Regions from separate parts of the Mus musculus genome. Here regions 2, 3 and 4 are each linked to region 1. A link is a contact called in public ChIA-PET data. All regions are on one chromosome and are shown on one strand. Each heading gives the region's core, a stretch centred on a gene start, on an enhancer-like site or on the middle of the called end of the contact. The rest is flanking DNA. Distances are from core to core; before and after follow the strand shown. Region 1 overlaps Aven (apoptosis, caspase activation inhibitor). Region 2 overlaps Ryr3 (ryanodine receptor 3). Region 3 holds the start of Slc12a6 (solute carrier family 12, member 6). Region 4 holds the start of Katnbl1 (katanin p80 subunit B like 1).

Region 1 (3,734 bases), core at 157-2,656:
TGGAAGTAGCCTAGATTACAAAGTAAGGCCTACGGACGGGGGATGGCTTCCTGGAGACAAAGAGTCAGCTTCCTTTAAGGCTGTGGCTCCTGGTAGGCTCACCATGCTCCGCTGGAGAGCCTCACTATCAGGAGTTTATGCCCAAAACCTAGGATACCCAAGATATAAGATACAATTTCCTAAACACATGAAACTCAAGAAAAATGAAGACTGAAGTGTGGACACTATGCCCCTCCTTAGAAGTGGGAACAAAACACCCTTGGAAGGAGTTACAGAGACAAAGTTTGGAGCTGAGATGAAAGGATGGACCATGTAGAGACTGCCATATCCAGGGATCCACCCCATAATCAGCATCCAAACGCTGACACCATTGCATACACTAGCAAGATTTTATCAAAAGGACCCAGATGTAGCTGTCTCTTATGAGACTATGCCGGGGCCTAGCAAACACAGAAGTGGATGCTCACAGTCAGCTATTGGATGGATCACAGGGCTCCCAATGGAGGAGCTAGAGAAAGTACCCAAGGAGCTAAAGGGATCTGCAACCCTATAGGTGGAACAACATTATGAACTAACCAGTACCCCGGAGCTCTTGACTCTAGCTGCATATGTATCAAAAGATGGCCTAGTCGGCCATCACTGGAAAGAGAGGCCCATTGGACACGCAAACTTTATATGCCCCAGTACAGGGGAACGCCAGGGCCAAAAAGGGGGAGTGGGCGGGTAGGGGAGTGGGGGTGGGTGGGTATGGGGGACTTTTGGTATAGCATTGGAAATGTAAATGAGCTAAATACCTAATAAAAATGGAAAAAAAAAAAAGAAAAAAAAAAAGGAGTTTATGGGCAGCACCAATTGGACTCAATAGATTACTGGGGTTGAGGGGAGAACAGGGAGGTGGGGGAGGATCTGGAAGGGGTCAGGGTCAAATTTAAGGGATGAATATGATCAAAACACATTATGTGAAATTCTCAAAAAATCAACTAAAGTATTTTTAAAGCACTTTACTAACACAGAAATGTAGAAGATGATGAAGATGAAAATTAAGATAAAATTTAAAACCCACATTTAGGCTACTTGTATAGTACACACAAGGACCTACATTCAAAGTCCCAAGTACCACCTAGAAAAACCCCTTTCATCACCTAGAGAGTACCAAAGGACACATATTCCCAGTTCATTCCTCTATTATATTAATACATTTTATTTTTTGGTAACCAATTTTATTAAGTCAGCATGTCTACCTTTCCATTTCAATACATTTCATTTTCTATGTCTCACACACACACACACACACACACACACACACACATACACACACACTCACACACTGTTGAAAGGGCTGGTCCTGTTCTGTTTCTGAGAAAATCTTATCATGAAGCTCAGGCTCTCAGATTCAGATGTTTCAGCCCGCCCTCCCCCCACCCCCCAGCACTGAGGTCACAGGCATATGCCACCACGCCCAAACCACACAGACTACTTCTAGACCCACGCCCTCCAAAACAAACTCCTTTAAAGCTTATTTCTTACAGCAAGTTCCCAATGGGTTCTACCTGCCCCTTACCCTACATCATTAGAAGCTACCAGCACACGCTTTCTTTATATTGTGTCAATTTATTGACAAGGCCTGGCCTGGGAGCATGCAGAAGAGTCCATCTTCTGTCTGGCTTTTTCCTTGCTTTTCTTAAATTACTTATAGATTTGTTTTTAATTTCCAATGTTGCTTAATGCTCAGTCAAATAGGTCTTGACTAAAATATACTGTATGTGGTCACCTGAACATAGTTACAACACATCAGTTGACAGACAGACAAAAGGAAACCCCAGCACAACTAACAATGTGAACTGACAGAGGGCTGAGTGGCGGGTCTGCCCACTCACAGTACAGATATGACCCCATTTCTATTTAGGACATTTCTGCAACTTTACTTTGGTCATCAACCATTCACCCAACAAATTTCATATTAGTCAATAATTCTCACCTAAATGAAACTGCATAAAGTTTCCTAAAAGGATGGACTAAATAGGCCTTCCAAGATCTCTTTCAGCCCTCAAATATCATAAGTCTCACTATAAAAACAAGAAAATTCGAAAAAATAATAATAATTAGAGGCAGGTGGATTTCTGAGTTCGAGGCCAGCCTGGTCTACAAAGTGAGTTCCAGGACAGCCAGGGCTATACAGAGAAACTCTGTCTCGAAAAACAAAAACAAAAAGAAAAACAAAAAAAAGAAAATGGCCATTTATATCAAAATCTAGAGATTACAAAATGTGGCCTGAAGCCTAGAGGCTGCCATCTCTATAAACTTCTGAAGGCCCAAAGATGCTGGCTGAGTTAAGTTATTTAGTGAGTGAGATCTGCTAATGAGTGACTAATACCAGAGACTGATGAGGGCTTGGGGGCTAGAACGAGCACTCAAAGTGTGAGCAGGGTTAGCGTGGGAAAGCCTAATATTCTTTTATTGTCCCATGGAGTAAGTTCATAGAAGCTTCTCCAGTTAGCTTGAAATCTCTAAGCAGCTAAAGCACAAGGTAAAATGTATACCTGAGCAAGATAATGATTCTGATATAAAACACAACTGTGACCTGAGAGCCTGCTGCTGCAGTAAAACCAACAGTGAAATGAAAGGCAGGAGACCTGGGGAGAACCGAGGACCCTGCAATTGCCACTATTCCAGAGTCCCTGAGCATTCATAACAGACTAGCCGCCTGCAGACGAACGACTCCCTGACCCCAAATTAGAGGTGCACCAAACTAGTATCTCATTGCTCCGACTCAAATGCAAGGGCCACAGGAGCCCCCATCAGAGGAGAGTAGAAAGAAGGATAATACATAGGAGACATTTGCTTCCTTATACAAACATGGACATAGCAAGCAGACACAGTACTACATAAACATGGTGTTTTTATGATGCCATCATGTCAAAGCTAAACTGGTCATTTTCACAGTAATACTTTGTACCTGGATGCTGGTCACTGGTTTCAGTGTTCATAAAATAACAGAAACCCAATTAGGTTACTTATAAATCAAAGTACAGCTGAGCTATTATCCTGCCCAGTGGCAACACAAAAAACAACAAAGTTCCACTGGAACACACAGAGGGGCTCAGCTAAAATGAGGACTGTTTTACATGCAGCTTTTCTAATAGTCAAGTGTCAATTTGACTTCACCTGCTCTACAGAATGGAGATGAAGCAAATCCTCAAGATGGGCAAGCTAAAACTCTCCATTAGCCGGGTGTGGTGGTACACGCCTTTAATCCCAGCAACTCAGGAACAACAATGACAAAAGACAAATCAATTTTCCGCTAATAGTGAATGGTGTGACAACACTTTTCTTCTCAAAGCAGTAGAGGCAGCAATTCTTTGTACACTAATACACAAACACCACCAGGAGACAAGGATTTAGTGAAGGTCTCTGCCACTTTTGAACAACGATCACTGGCTCCCAATGTCTGGTTAACATACCTCTCTTTCCTATCTGAGACCAATCCAGAATTATCTTTAGGGTTCACATTTCCAGTGATAATCTCAAGGCAATTCAGACTCCTAAAATGCAACCACCCCAATTTTTCCAGCCACCCCCCTGTTCAACAGCCACTTCTATCTTTTAAAATAATTGTTGCAGCTGCACCCCACTCCTGAAATAATTTGTTTGGAGAGACTGGAGAGATGGCTCAGCAGTTAAGAGCACTTGCTGCTCTTCCAGAGGATCTGGACTTGGTTCCTAGGAGCCAGGTT
Region 2 (3,384 bases), core at 186-2,685, 200 kb before region 1:
GCATCTTGACCTTAGGTTCCTAGAACAGAGTTGAGATTCTATTTACAGGGGATTCTATCTTCTATCAAGAAGATTCTAGTTAAACCTGAAATGGCTTGAGCAAGAATACAAGATGGAGAAAGCTCTGTACTGTCTTGGGATGGCACAAGATGACACAGATGTCACAAGATGATAGGCTCAAATAAAACCTCTTCAATAGCTTTATTTTTAGTAAAGCTTGAATTCCAATAGAACTATAGTGATTTGATGAAATCTGAAGGCCAAACTGCCAAATTATAGGCCTTGCCATGTTAGGAGAAACAAAAATATAGTAAGTCATTTTAAACTATAGTCCATCTCATCTAGAGACAAGGTTTTCTGAAATTATGGATATATACTGCAAATGAACAGCCATACTCCATAAAAGTTCCATTTATTTCAGGTGCTCTTTCTTAAAATGTCATGAGGTCCTAAGCACACCTTGTCACCAGTGTCCTTCTAATCTAGAATGCAGAGTGCTAAACTACAGCAGTTTCAGTCTTTATTGCTTATTTCACATACTAAGAATACCCTACCCCAACCATTCCCCCCATAAAAAGGGTTCCCAGGATAATTTAGGTTAAGACCACTAATAAAATTCTACTGAATTAGAATAGCAGAGGGAACTAGAGGCTGGCATTTGATATGCACCACAGGTATTCACCAATAGAAAACCAGACGCCCCATTCACCAAAGGCAAGGGGAGATGAAGGAAGTGGCTCTCTCTGGCAGGCAGAAACCTATTTCACAGGTTGTTGTTGTCAGGGTGTCAAGTTTGAGCTGAGTCCATACTGTCATTTTGGGGGCATTTTTGCCTTTTAGGGACCTTTGGACCTAATACCTTTTTGCATCAGCAACACTGAGACTTGACCCCCAAGTCTCCTGCTTTTCACAGTTGGTTTAAATAAGCAATGAATGAATGCTGAGCATCTCTGTGGCTCTTTCTAAAGTCATATCTGCATCAAAATGAATTTTGGGAAGCGTGAATTACCTGGAGAGTAACTGATAGCTTAGTGGAACATAAGACTGTAGACTTTATTCATTACAAAATGGGTGGCTGAAGGAGAAAAGGAGAGGAAGGAATGTTTAAGGTAACAATGATGGCATGGTTTTTTTTAATGTATGGATTGATTTATAGCATCAATCTTCCAACAATTGGACATCACTATTAATTGATGTTTAGTGTTGTGCCAATAAAGTTAATTATATTAGAAGCCTCAATACCCTAAGAACATGTGTCACTTTCTTATCCAAAGCTAAAATATGCCTAAGAAAAAGTTTAATACCGTTTTGTGACACTTATTCAAACTGGCATAAAACCTTAGTCACATAGAAATAGCCTATTAGTCAGAGTATGGGGTTGACAAAAACATCCTGTCACCAGCCTCCTTGCTTACTTTCCATATCCTGTTTCAATAATCAGCCACTGAGAAAAGAGGCCCAGTTCCGGTGTAAGCTATCAGCCTACCTTGCAAAGGGGCAGTGCTCTTTGGGTGAAGAGCTGCTAGGAGAAGTGAATAAAGAACTTTCGAATCCTACTCGGTGGTTGTCAGAGTCACTTGGTTGGTGTGTTAAAGATCTACAAGGCCTCAAGTGAGAAACCAGAGGAGAGCAGAGCAGTTTCAAACAGCAGCACCACCAGGTCCTTGACAGCTTTGTCGTTTTTGTCTGCCTCAGCCACCTGGCTCTCTGCTCATGTCTACAAGAATCTTCTATCCTGTCCTGTGCCTTAAGGCAGGAAGATCCCCTCACACAGAATAGCAGGGTTGGGTGTTATGTATTGTGGGTTTTTTGTTTGTTTTATTTTGTTCTAAAATTAAAAGTATGCAAAATAAAGAAGATGCAGTTTAAAAAAAAAAAAAAAAAGATCTCCAAGGCCCACCACTGCCACTGGTATGTCTAACTCAGTAGACCTGGAGTAAGGCCTGAGGACCTACATCTCTGATATTTTTCCAGGGGTTACAGCTGCTGCAAATGAGAGGCCCTCACCATGAGAACTGTTATATAAAAGCTGCAAGGGCAGTATGTTCTAATGACTTTTCCCAACACTCTTGTGTCTGCCTCTAATAAGGTTCCTTTGAGGCTGACTTCAGGTAGCTAACATACCAGAATTTGCTCTTTGAGATTATCATGTGACATTTGGAGCCCAAAAACACCCTGTGAATCATAAATGTTGGTCCCATTCAAGGACCAATTATTGTATGTATAAATAACTTCTAAAGGTCATTATCATGACTGCAGTGCACCAACCTTAAGCAACTTCTTGTTCTTCTTCTGTGGGAGAAAGAAGTGTCTATGGTGATAATTATGTGTGTGACTTTTAGACACACACACCTGAGCTTTCTTATATATAACTGTGCTCGCAAATAAGTGTGTCAGTTGCCTGTGCCGCTCGATACTGTTCTGAATGCTAAGCTCCTGGTGCAAAGGCTGGCTTCTCAGCATTTAATGCTTTGCTCTGATAGTGTATATGTAAAATTACCGTGTGTATAAGGGTCTCCCGGGATTCCCAGGCTGTCACCCATGTTTTCTGATGCACAGAGCAAGGTCCTTTGTCAACATCCAACGTCAGCAATACAAAAGAAAAGAAATCTAATTCTTTCTGAAATAATACTGAATTCTAGTTTCATTTCGTTCTGGGTGCCCCTATCCAGTGAAGTGACCTCAGTCATACAAAACAGAGAAAAGGGAGTTAACTCACTAGTCCCAGGAAATATGCTTTCTTAAAAAGCAAAGTGAGTGACAGACAGAAAGTCACTTAAGTCACCTGAAGTTATTGATCATTTCTGTTGTAAAGGCATAGGATCAATCCAGGAGCGATTTTTTTTCCTCAGTGTATTTTGAACAAGATGCTAAGTATTAGAGCCTCTAGCCCAGCTGCAGGGATGTTAGATGGGATGTTTTCCTTTCCCTTTGTCTTAGTCAGGGTTTCTATTCCTACACAAACATCATGACCAAGAAGCAAGTTGGGGAGGAAAGGGTTTATTCAGCTTACACTTCCATACTGCTGTTCATCACCAAGGAAGTCAGGACTGGAACTCAAGCAGGTCAGGAAGCAGGAGCTGATGCAGAGGCCATGGAGGGATGTTACTTACTGGCTTGTTTCCCCTGGCTTGCTTAGCCTGCTCTCTTATAGAACCAAGACTACCAGCCCAGGGATGGTCCCACCCATCCACAAGGGGCCCTTCCCCCTTGATCATTAATTGAGAAAATGCCCCACAGCTGGATCTCATGGAGGCATTTCCCCAACTGAAGCTCCTTTCTCTGTGCTAACTCCAGCCTGTGTCAAGTTGACACAAAACTAGCCAGTATACCCTTCTATGGACGTACAGAAATGATCAGGATGATTGATTGAAATAGAATTTG
Region 3 (3,582 bases), core at 72-2,571, 240 kb after region 1:
GGAATCATGCACGAGAAGTCCCTCTCGAAAGTTCCATTCTTTCAAGAGAGTACCACTTCCTTGAGTGAATTCAGTTACTTTAAATACTCTATAAAAACATAAATTTCAAAAAATAATTTTATGACACCCAACTGAATCTGCAAAAGAATCCAGTAAGACACAAGATGTAACAACCTGCCTTAAACGCTGACTTAGGAGTCAAAGCCCCAAAGCTCTCTAGAAAGCGCATATCCAGCCCATTAAAATTTTAGTTTAGAACTTTTTTTGTGTGTTGTAAAAGATTTAATTTTTTAAAAATAGTCATTTTAATTAGAAATAAGACAGAAATAAGGAAACCAAAATAGACATTTCCTTGCCCTCTTGCCAGCTACTTTCCCACGCCAAAAAGACTACTGCAGTGACCTACTAACTGTCGCTATTATTCCCACACTCGTAAGCATCACAGAAACGTGGGCCTTAATTTATGATTATAAAATTAGGGTAGTTAGCCAACATGGACAACCCAAGGGTTGAAACACCCGGCTCTCTGAGTCTCTACTTACCCTCCGTAACATCCTGGGGATTAGAAGTCCGGTCACTGGAAGGATCTAGGGCAACAGTTGCCAGAGAAGTAGTAGCCCCAGACAGTTCGCTCATAGGCTCACTACGGCTTGTTTCTGGCACACTTTCTCGGGAGCTAAATCTTACTCGAGAACTAGACCGAGAGCTGAGGTCCGGGCTGGTGTCTGACAAACCTGGAATGTCATCAATCTTAGTTGGTGTCACCATGAACCGAACTGAGGACATCTTGGTGGTGGCTTCTGGTGGATGCATTTTCCCCCCCCTTTCCTTTTTGACAAAGAAAAAAGGAAAAGCTCACAAAAACTCTTCCTCCTACACTAGCTACTTCTGATTGCAAAAATAGAAGGGGAAAAAAAACCAAAAACCCTCAATTACCCTGATTTACAGCCCACAAAGGCCCAATTAAGAATCCGTGTATAGAATTCAAGCCAGCTGTTTTATAAAGTGCCCCACCAGTAACTGAAAAATAATTTTCGAGAAAACAAAATAAGAACAAAACGATGCTAATCCTGTATAACTTGGTTCTTTCAGAATCCTAGCTATCTCCCCTGGTCCAGGGCTGAGGGCTCCGTGCCATGATCTCACAGCAGCTGGTGACGCCTCCCTCTGCTCAACCCCCAGGGTCCGGATGAGGTAGTTAGTCCTTTATCTGCCGAGTGTCCCACGGTTCTAGCTGAGGACGGAGCATGCAGGCCCACCCTTATCAGGCGTATAAGAGCGTGGATCAGATTGCGCAAAGGTGTGCACCAGCCACCTGTTGTGTATCAGGTGAATACCCCACAGGTCTGGCTGGGAGGAGGTGTGTGCTGAGCCACCCGATGTTTTTGAGGTCGATAATCCACTTGGGTCTGGTGGGAGAGATGCGCATGCATAACGGGAAAATACCCCCACACTACAGGAAGGAGAAAGAGGAGAGCCACGAGAGGATGCCGAAGCAGAGTGGATTCCTGCCTCCCAGAGGTCTCGTCCTGGCAAAGGAGCTGGAGGCGGCGGCTAGCGGATCAGGGCAGCTCCCACTGCAGGGTCGTGGCAGGTCGTGGCGAGTCCCTCAAGCCCACGACCGCTCGCCGTGTTTGCACTGCGTGTGACAGGACGCGCTTTCCTCCCGGGGCCCGTTAGCCTCTCGCCGGCTTTCCTTGGGTCTCGGCGGAGGGAGAAGACGGCCAGGCAGGCTGGTCCCGGCTACGGAGGAGGTCGCAGGTGCGGGAGCCCGCGCCAGCTGATGCGGGTGCGCGCGCAGCTGTTGTTTACTAGCCGCTAACCGTTCCGGAGCCGCGGCGCGCAGGAGGCCCCCTCCCCGGCAGACGCCCGAGGCCGTTACGTGACCTCGCCGCCCCCCGCCCCGGGCGCGGCGGGCTGTGCCCGCGCCGCCGCAGCCCTCCCCTTTCCGCCCCTCTCGTTCCTCATTCGAGGTTAACCGTCCGGAGAAGTCTGGGGAGCTAGAGGGCGGCGCCGTCCTGCGGCCGGGCAACAGCAGCCCCGCCCGGAGCATGCAGCGCGGGAGACAGAGGGCACCACGCCTGCGCGGACCGGCGACTCTCACGTGGAGCACGACGGGAACTGTAGTCCGCCCTAGGGTCTGAACGCGTGTGGCGAGCTGCTTTTTCCTCACCTGTGCTCCACGTACTCAGTATGCTGCTTAGAGGCACTCAGTGAACACTGACCCGCGAACCGCAAGGGTCATCTCTAAAAGCTCTCTGGAAACCTTAACTCTATGGCACCCAAACCTCCCATTACGGTATCTAGTTACCTTAGATGTGACCTCTGTAAAAATTCAGTTGTCTTTTCTAAGACACCTGTATCTTGTTCATCATTATGGGCTACTTTCCCCTTTCTTGTTCATATCCTTTTGAAACTGCAAGCCAGGCTTAAATTTCCATTAAAGAGAACTTATACAGACATGGAGAAGACATTGGGATATCTGCTCTGCAACATTTCCAGGATTTGACCCACTTTATTAACACTAGAATGTTTATTTAATTCGTCAAGGTGTTTTAATAACTTTCAGTTCAACCATGTTTTACTTGAAAACGCTCTGAAAGTTTGATCAAAATGCAGAAACTCACTGGAGCCTTTCCTGAGACCTTTCCTTTCCTCCTAGTTGCAAATCAGTGGACTTAATAATGGAGCAGGAGGCTAGACCCTCAGTGGTTAACAGCGTTTACTGCTCTGAAGGAAACCCTAATTCCGTTCCCAGTTCTCATGGCCCTGTAACTCCAGGTCTAGGTGATAAGACCCATGCTGGCACTGCACTTAAATACACATAAAAGATTTATAGTTTAAAAAAAAAATGAATCAAAACCATCTTAATTCCAGGGCTTGGAAATTCACTTTGACCAAATGGCAATTTCCAGTCGAGTTTGATAGCTTGGAAATAAAACGAAACCCGTTAAAATGTAAAATTGTATTAGATCTTTGAGTATTTGACATATCCAAAGCCCTTGATTCTATCCTCATCAGTGAGGGTGGGGGCAGGGTTAGAAAACTGGTACACTTATTTATTTTGAGTGTACAAATACATGAGTCCTTCTGATTATAGGTCCCAGGATCTGAACCCAGATCTGCAGGCTTGTGGGTGAAGCACCTTTGCTGCCAAAATACCTCTTTTGCTCTTTAGAGAAAGTGAAACATGAGTTCATGTTGCACAGGATGTCCTCAAACTATATAGCCGAGGATGACTTTCTTTTTTCTTTTGTTTTTTTTCCAGACAGGGTTTCTCTGTATAGCCCTGGCTGTCCTGGAACTCACTCTGTAGACCAGGCTGGCCTCGAACTCAGAAATCCACCTGCCTCTGCCTCCCAAGTGCTGGGACTAAAGGTGTGCGCCACCACTGCCCGGCAGAGGATGACTTTCAACTTCTGACCTGCCTTTACTTCCCAAGTGCTGGAATTATGGGGTCACTAAACCCAGTCTTCTGTAAAGCTATGTGCATGTTAGAAAGTCACTGGACCTACTATGTTATGTACACCCTCAGCTCCCTTTAGTTTTCTGATACAAGGACTAACTACATAGCCTAGGCTG
Region 4 (3,763 bases), core at 8-2,507, 130 kb after region 1:
AAATGAAACAACACTTTGGACATTAGTAAGATCAAGGCAGAGGAGGCGGCCCTGTGGCTTTGTGGAGCAAATAACTATGTAACCCTACCTAAGATGACTTCCCCGTGCCTTTTTCCCGTGTCAAAATGATGATAATACTACCTATTCCAAAGCAGCACTCTTAAAACAACTCTTAGCACACAGAAAACAAAATAAGTAAGTTATTACTCGTTATGGCTTATTACAAGTCCAGCTACTATCCAAGCAAAAAGCCTCCATGCATAAACTTCTGACTTGAAGAAGCTGATTTGAAAGAGAGAAGAGGGCTGGAGAGATGGCTCAGCCGTTAAAGGCTAGGCTCACAACCAAAAATATATGAGAGAGGAAAAATCCTGAATGATTTTGTATAAAGTTTCAGATATTAGGTGGACTGGTGTCTCAGCGAGCTCGTTAAGTACGAAATCGGCAATAATTATAGAATTATCTCTTCCAGTTACTTTTTTCTCCAGATCTGCCAAGAAATTGATATAGCTGTTTTCAAGGGACTTTAGAAGCCAGTACAAAACAAATCAACTCTTTGTTATCTCCATGCCTAAGCTCAGTTAAGCACCTAGGTACAATTACGGAATAACTTTTCAGAAAGCACAACGAGGTTTTAAAAGTTGCAGTCAATGATTCTTATGCGGCTATGTCAAGTTTCTGTCCTTAGAAACAAAAGCCGATCTGTCTGGGACTCAAAAATTCCTCAGAAAAATAAGGAAATGCCTCAGCCGGGCCTAGGCTGCTCTGGGGAAAACCTGTCCTCGCAGAGCAATCTTCTCACGCGCCCCGTCTTTCCCCGTAGGGTGCAGATGTCGACTCCACCCGAAGATAAATAAATGACAGTAGGTTTGATCCATGCCTCTCCTGCCAGGACCCCCGAGGCCTGCAGCTCCAACCTCCAGACAACCGCTCGCCCGGGGGCTCCGCGGGAGACCGGGGGCCCCACCCGCCTGCGTCCCGCCCCGACCCCGCCGCCCAGCCCCGGAAAGGCCGCTGCCGCGGGGCCTGCAGGTGGGCCCGGCCAGCTGCTCAAGAAGCCCGCCGCGCGAGCAGCAGCGAAGGCCCCAACCGGGTCCGGCCGTCACTTACCGGCGCCTCATGGTACCGCAGCGCCCAAGCTCAGCCACTGTGCTGATGAACCGCTCCCGGCAGCTCGGAGCGTCCCTCGGATCCCCAGCCGGGCCCCACTCACAGCCATTCAAACACCGCCGCGCGCGGCCCGCCGGGATAGCTACCCCGTGGGCGGCCAGCCGGGCCCCACCCAGCTCAGACTCCGCCCCCTCGGATGCCTGCCGGAGGGGGACCAGGGTGCGGGGCGGCGGCGCCCCCTCGTGTCCACAGGTGCGTCCGACGCTTTGCCACAAGAACAGTGGACCTGCGGGTAAGGGACAATCTACACGTGGGGCAATCTGCTGTTAAAATCGTTCAGGAGAAGATGAATATTCATTTTCATTTAAACCACCAGGGTATAGTGGTTAAAAGCGTGGACTCTGGAACTGTGCCACTTTGGACGAGTCACAAAACGGTGTGCTTTTGAATTCCTCATCTGTAAAATGGAAATGAGGAAAATGCATCTGCCTCAGTATTGCTGGGGATAGCAAATGGGTTAATACATACAAAGTAATTTGGAGAGTATGTGGCTCCTGGTAAACACTACATAATTTCTGACTGTCTTGTTTTCTGTTACGTGTCACACTTCCAGAATCTCTTTTAACAATTTTTATCAACTTTATTATTTAAAAAAAAAAAAAAAACCGAAAAATTTGCAACTCCCAGCACCCTCCCTACCCAAAAACTCACAGACTGCTGCAACAGTCTTCAGACAAATGTGTATAATATAGGTCCTCTCCTCAGAAAGCAAGCTCAGTCTTCTTCGGTTGGGAACAAGACTATAAGATTAGGATTGGGCCGGGCAGGGTGGTGCACGACTTTAATCCCAGCACTTGGGAGGCAGAGGCAGGCGGATTTCTGAGTTCGAGGCCAGCCTGGTCTACAGAGTGAGTTCCAGGACAGCCAGGGCTACACAGAGAAAACTAGTCTCGAAAAACAAACAAACAAACAACAACAAAAGATTAGAATTGGTTCTGCCCCTGACATATTTTTAGTTACTGAGGGCAATTCCCTTGACCAGAGCCTGCTCAGGTTAAGCCACTGGTCAAGGGTAGCAAAGATAAGACTAAGTTTGTCTTCTGTGGTTGTTGTCCCCAGTACAGCAGCCAAGCAAGTAGGGCATTTGATGCAAGTCTTCCTCATACATCCCGTGGCTCACTTTTTTATATGCTCCTGAAAGAACTCTTAGGTCTTAAGGAAATGGCTGCTTAAGTTAAGTTCATCAACATGTTTAAGGATTTCCTATGCACCTAGCAGACTTGTCTCCAGGTGTTATAGACAACAGGAGGTGGCTTGGAAAGTCAGAAAGAGTGGTATTTGCAATACACCACACTGAGTGAGGTCATGAAAGCTATATTCTAAACGATGTGGATATTCAGAGCTAAGAGGCCATTAGTTAAGTATAATGTCATATATTTGTCCTCTGCAACAACAGGGCCCTAGCTTTAATCAAAAAAAAAAAAAAAAAAAAAAGTAACAATGAAAACATTGAAGCAGCCAGTTATGGGAATGGGAAAATATTTCTAGACTACTTTGTGTGAGCAATGTCTTTGAGAGCTGCTCAGATGATACCAAGCACAAGCAGGCACATGCCTCTATGTGTAGCCACACCTGCAAGCTCCATCTGGGTGAGCCAGTGAGAGGAACCAGGCCAGAGAGAATACTTCCTAAACATGACTTCTACCAAGTAGGTGGTGGTGCTTTAAAATAGAAGCGTAACGCACATGAAGTCACTTTCACTCAAGGTATTTCTTCATCATCCTAAACATGAATTTCTTGACGGCCCACTATGCAATAAAGATTATTCCTGGGCCCTCGGCAGAAGAGAATAAAGAGAGAAAAAACATGTTCCTTACCTCAGGAGAGGCTGGGCGGTGTGGTAGCAAATGGCAGAGACCTGAGACTCGAAATCTGGTTTACTAACAGAAAAATCTTATTGAAAGTAAGGCGTCCAGATGCCTAAAAGTAAGAAGAGATCTTCAGTGTGCTCATTTATGGAACTTATTAAAATATAAACTCTCAAATCCAGACCCAGATTTTAAGGTTTATACCGGTAATGAGCTGCCAAGGTGTCCCGGTGTTGAGGGATGTTTTTGTGCGCTGTGTATTCCAATGCCGATTTCTGTACCCGGAGGTCTGGGGTGCAGTCCGGATTTTGATATTGTCATTATGATGAAGGATTTCCTGAATCCTTATTTTGTAGAACTTTGTTCCCCAATCATTTTCTGATTGGTCAGTAAAGATCTGATCAGCCTAAAGTTGAGGAGGAGAGTTAAGGCAAGACTTCCAATCCCCGGGAGAGGGTCCAAGGTGGAGAGTCGCTAGGGCGTCTCCATTGAGAAGAAGGAGGGGGGGGGGGGACCAAGATGGCAGGTAACACCACGTGGCTGGGAGGTGACTGGCCAGGCTGGCTCAGAATCCTGCCCAGCTTAGTGCCTGCAGCTTTTAATAAATGCAACAGGTCTTTGTGTAGTTATGTCAGAACAAAGGAAGGTGTAGAAAAACCCTGTGCTTTTACATCCTGGTTCTTGTATTTTAACATATAGAATAAAGAAAGATGTCTTGATATTGCAACTTTTGAAATACAAATTGTACCATTTTGATATTGAGAACACCAATACCTTTCCTATCA

Evidence for each region. ChIA-PET counts read pairs in DNA pulled down with a chosen protein or histone mark.
Region 2: an RNA polymerase II ChIA-PET map of memory CD8 T cells shows a contact between it and region 1, with 19 read pairs. The contact joins two enhancer-like sites. A contact is called at or near these places in 1 of 39 promoter capture datasets (the HPC-7 cell line) and 3 of 115 datasets of contacts at active chromatin or transcription factors (embryonic stem cells, memory CD8 T cells and thymic regulatory T cells).
Region 3: a contact with region 1 is called in an RNA polymerase II ChIA-PET map of memory CD8 T cells, with 51 read pairs. The contact joins the promoter of Slc12a6 here to the enhancer-like site in region 1. A contact is called at or near these places in 2 of 39 promoter capture datasets (neural stem cells and pre-B cells), 4 of 484 Hi-C or Micro-C datasets (CD4 T cells, embryonic stem cells and rod photoreceptor), 7 of 115 datasets of contacts at active chromatin or transcription factors (the 230-238 cell line, bone marrow-derived macrophages, embryonic stem cells and 3 more) and 3 of 9 other capture datasets (adipose tissue, liver and pancreatic islet).
Region 4: an RNA polymerase II ChIA-PET map of memory CD8 T cells shows a contact between it and region 1, with 160 read pairs. The contact joins the promoter of Katnbl1 here to the enhancer-like site in region 1. A contact is called at or near these places in 3 of 39 promoter capture datasets (liver, macrophages and neural stem cells), 2 of 15 datasets of contacts at CTCF or cohesin (CD8 T cells and embryonic stem cells), 8 of 115 datasets of contacts at active chromatin or transcription factors (the SCID.adh cell line, bone marrow-derived macrophages, embryonic stem cells and 3 more) and 2 of 9 other capture datasets (adipose tissue and liver).

What each region holds. Positions count from the first base shown.
Region 1 is chr2:112,508,038-112,511,771 of GRCm38.p6, reverse strand. All of the region lies in intron 1 of Aven (apoptosis, caspase activation inhibitor), which reads right to left. It also overlaps a transcript of Chrm5 not described here. Among named protein-coding and RNA genes, the nearest start is that of Gm22676, 9.0 kb to the right of the region's middle. Within about 2 kb of position 1,406, at least 39 of the 459 cell types and tissues checked have an H3K27ac peak or open chromatin away from gene starts, as enhancers often do. A contact at or near this core is called in CD8 T cells, memory CD8 T cells and thymic regulatory T cells, where this site is marked.
Region 2 is chr2:112,712,917-112,716,300 of GRCm38.p6, reverse strand. All of the region lies in intron 65 of Ryr3 (ryanodine receptor 3), which reads left to right. Among named protein-coding and RNA genes, the nearest start is that of Gm22676, 210 kb to the right of the region's middle. Within about 2 kb of position 1,435, at least 32 of the 459 cell types and tissues checked have an H3K27ac peak or open chromatin away from gene starts, as enhancers often do. A contact at or near this core is called in memory CD8 T cells and thymic regulatory T cells, where this site is marked.
Region 3 is chr2:112,264,053-112,267,634 of GRCm38.p6, reverse strand. Slc12a6 (solute carrier family 12, member 6) reads right to left here and starts at 1,321. Exons shown (of 25, transcript NM_133649.2): 1 at 543-1,321. The coding sequence starts at 813.
Region 4 is chr2:112,376,705-112,380,467 of GRCm38.p6, reverse strand. Katnbl1 (katanin p80 subunit B like 1) reads right to left here and starts at 1,257. Exons shown (of 10, transcript NM_024254.3): 1 at 1,111-1,257. It also overlaps a transcript of Emc4 not described here.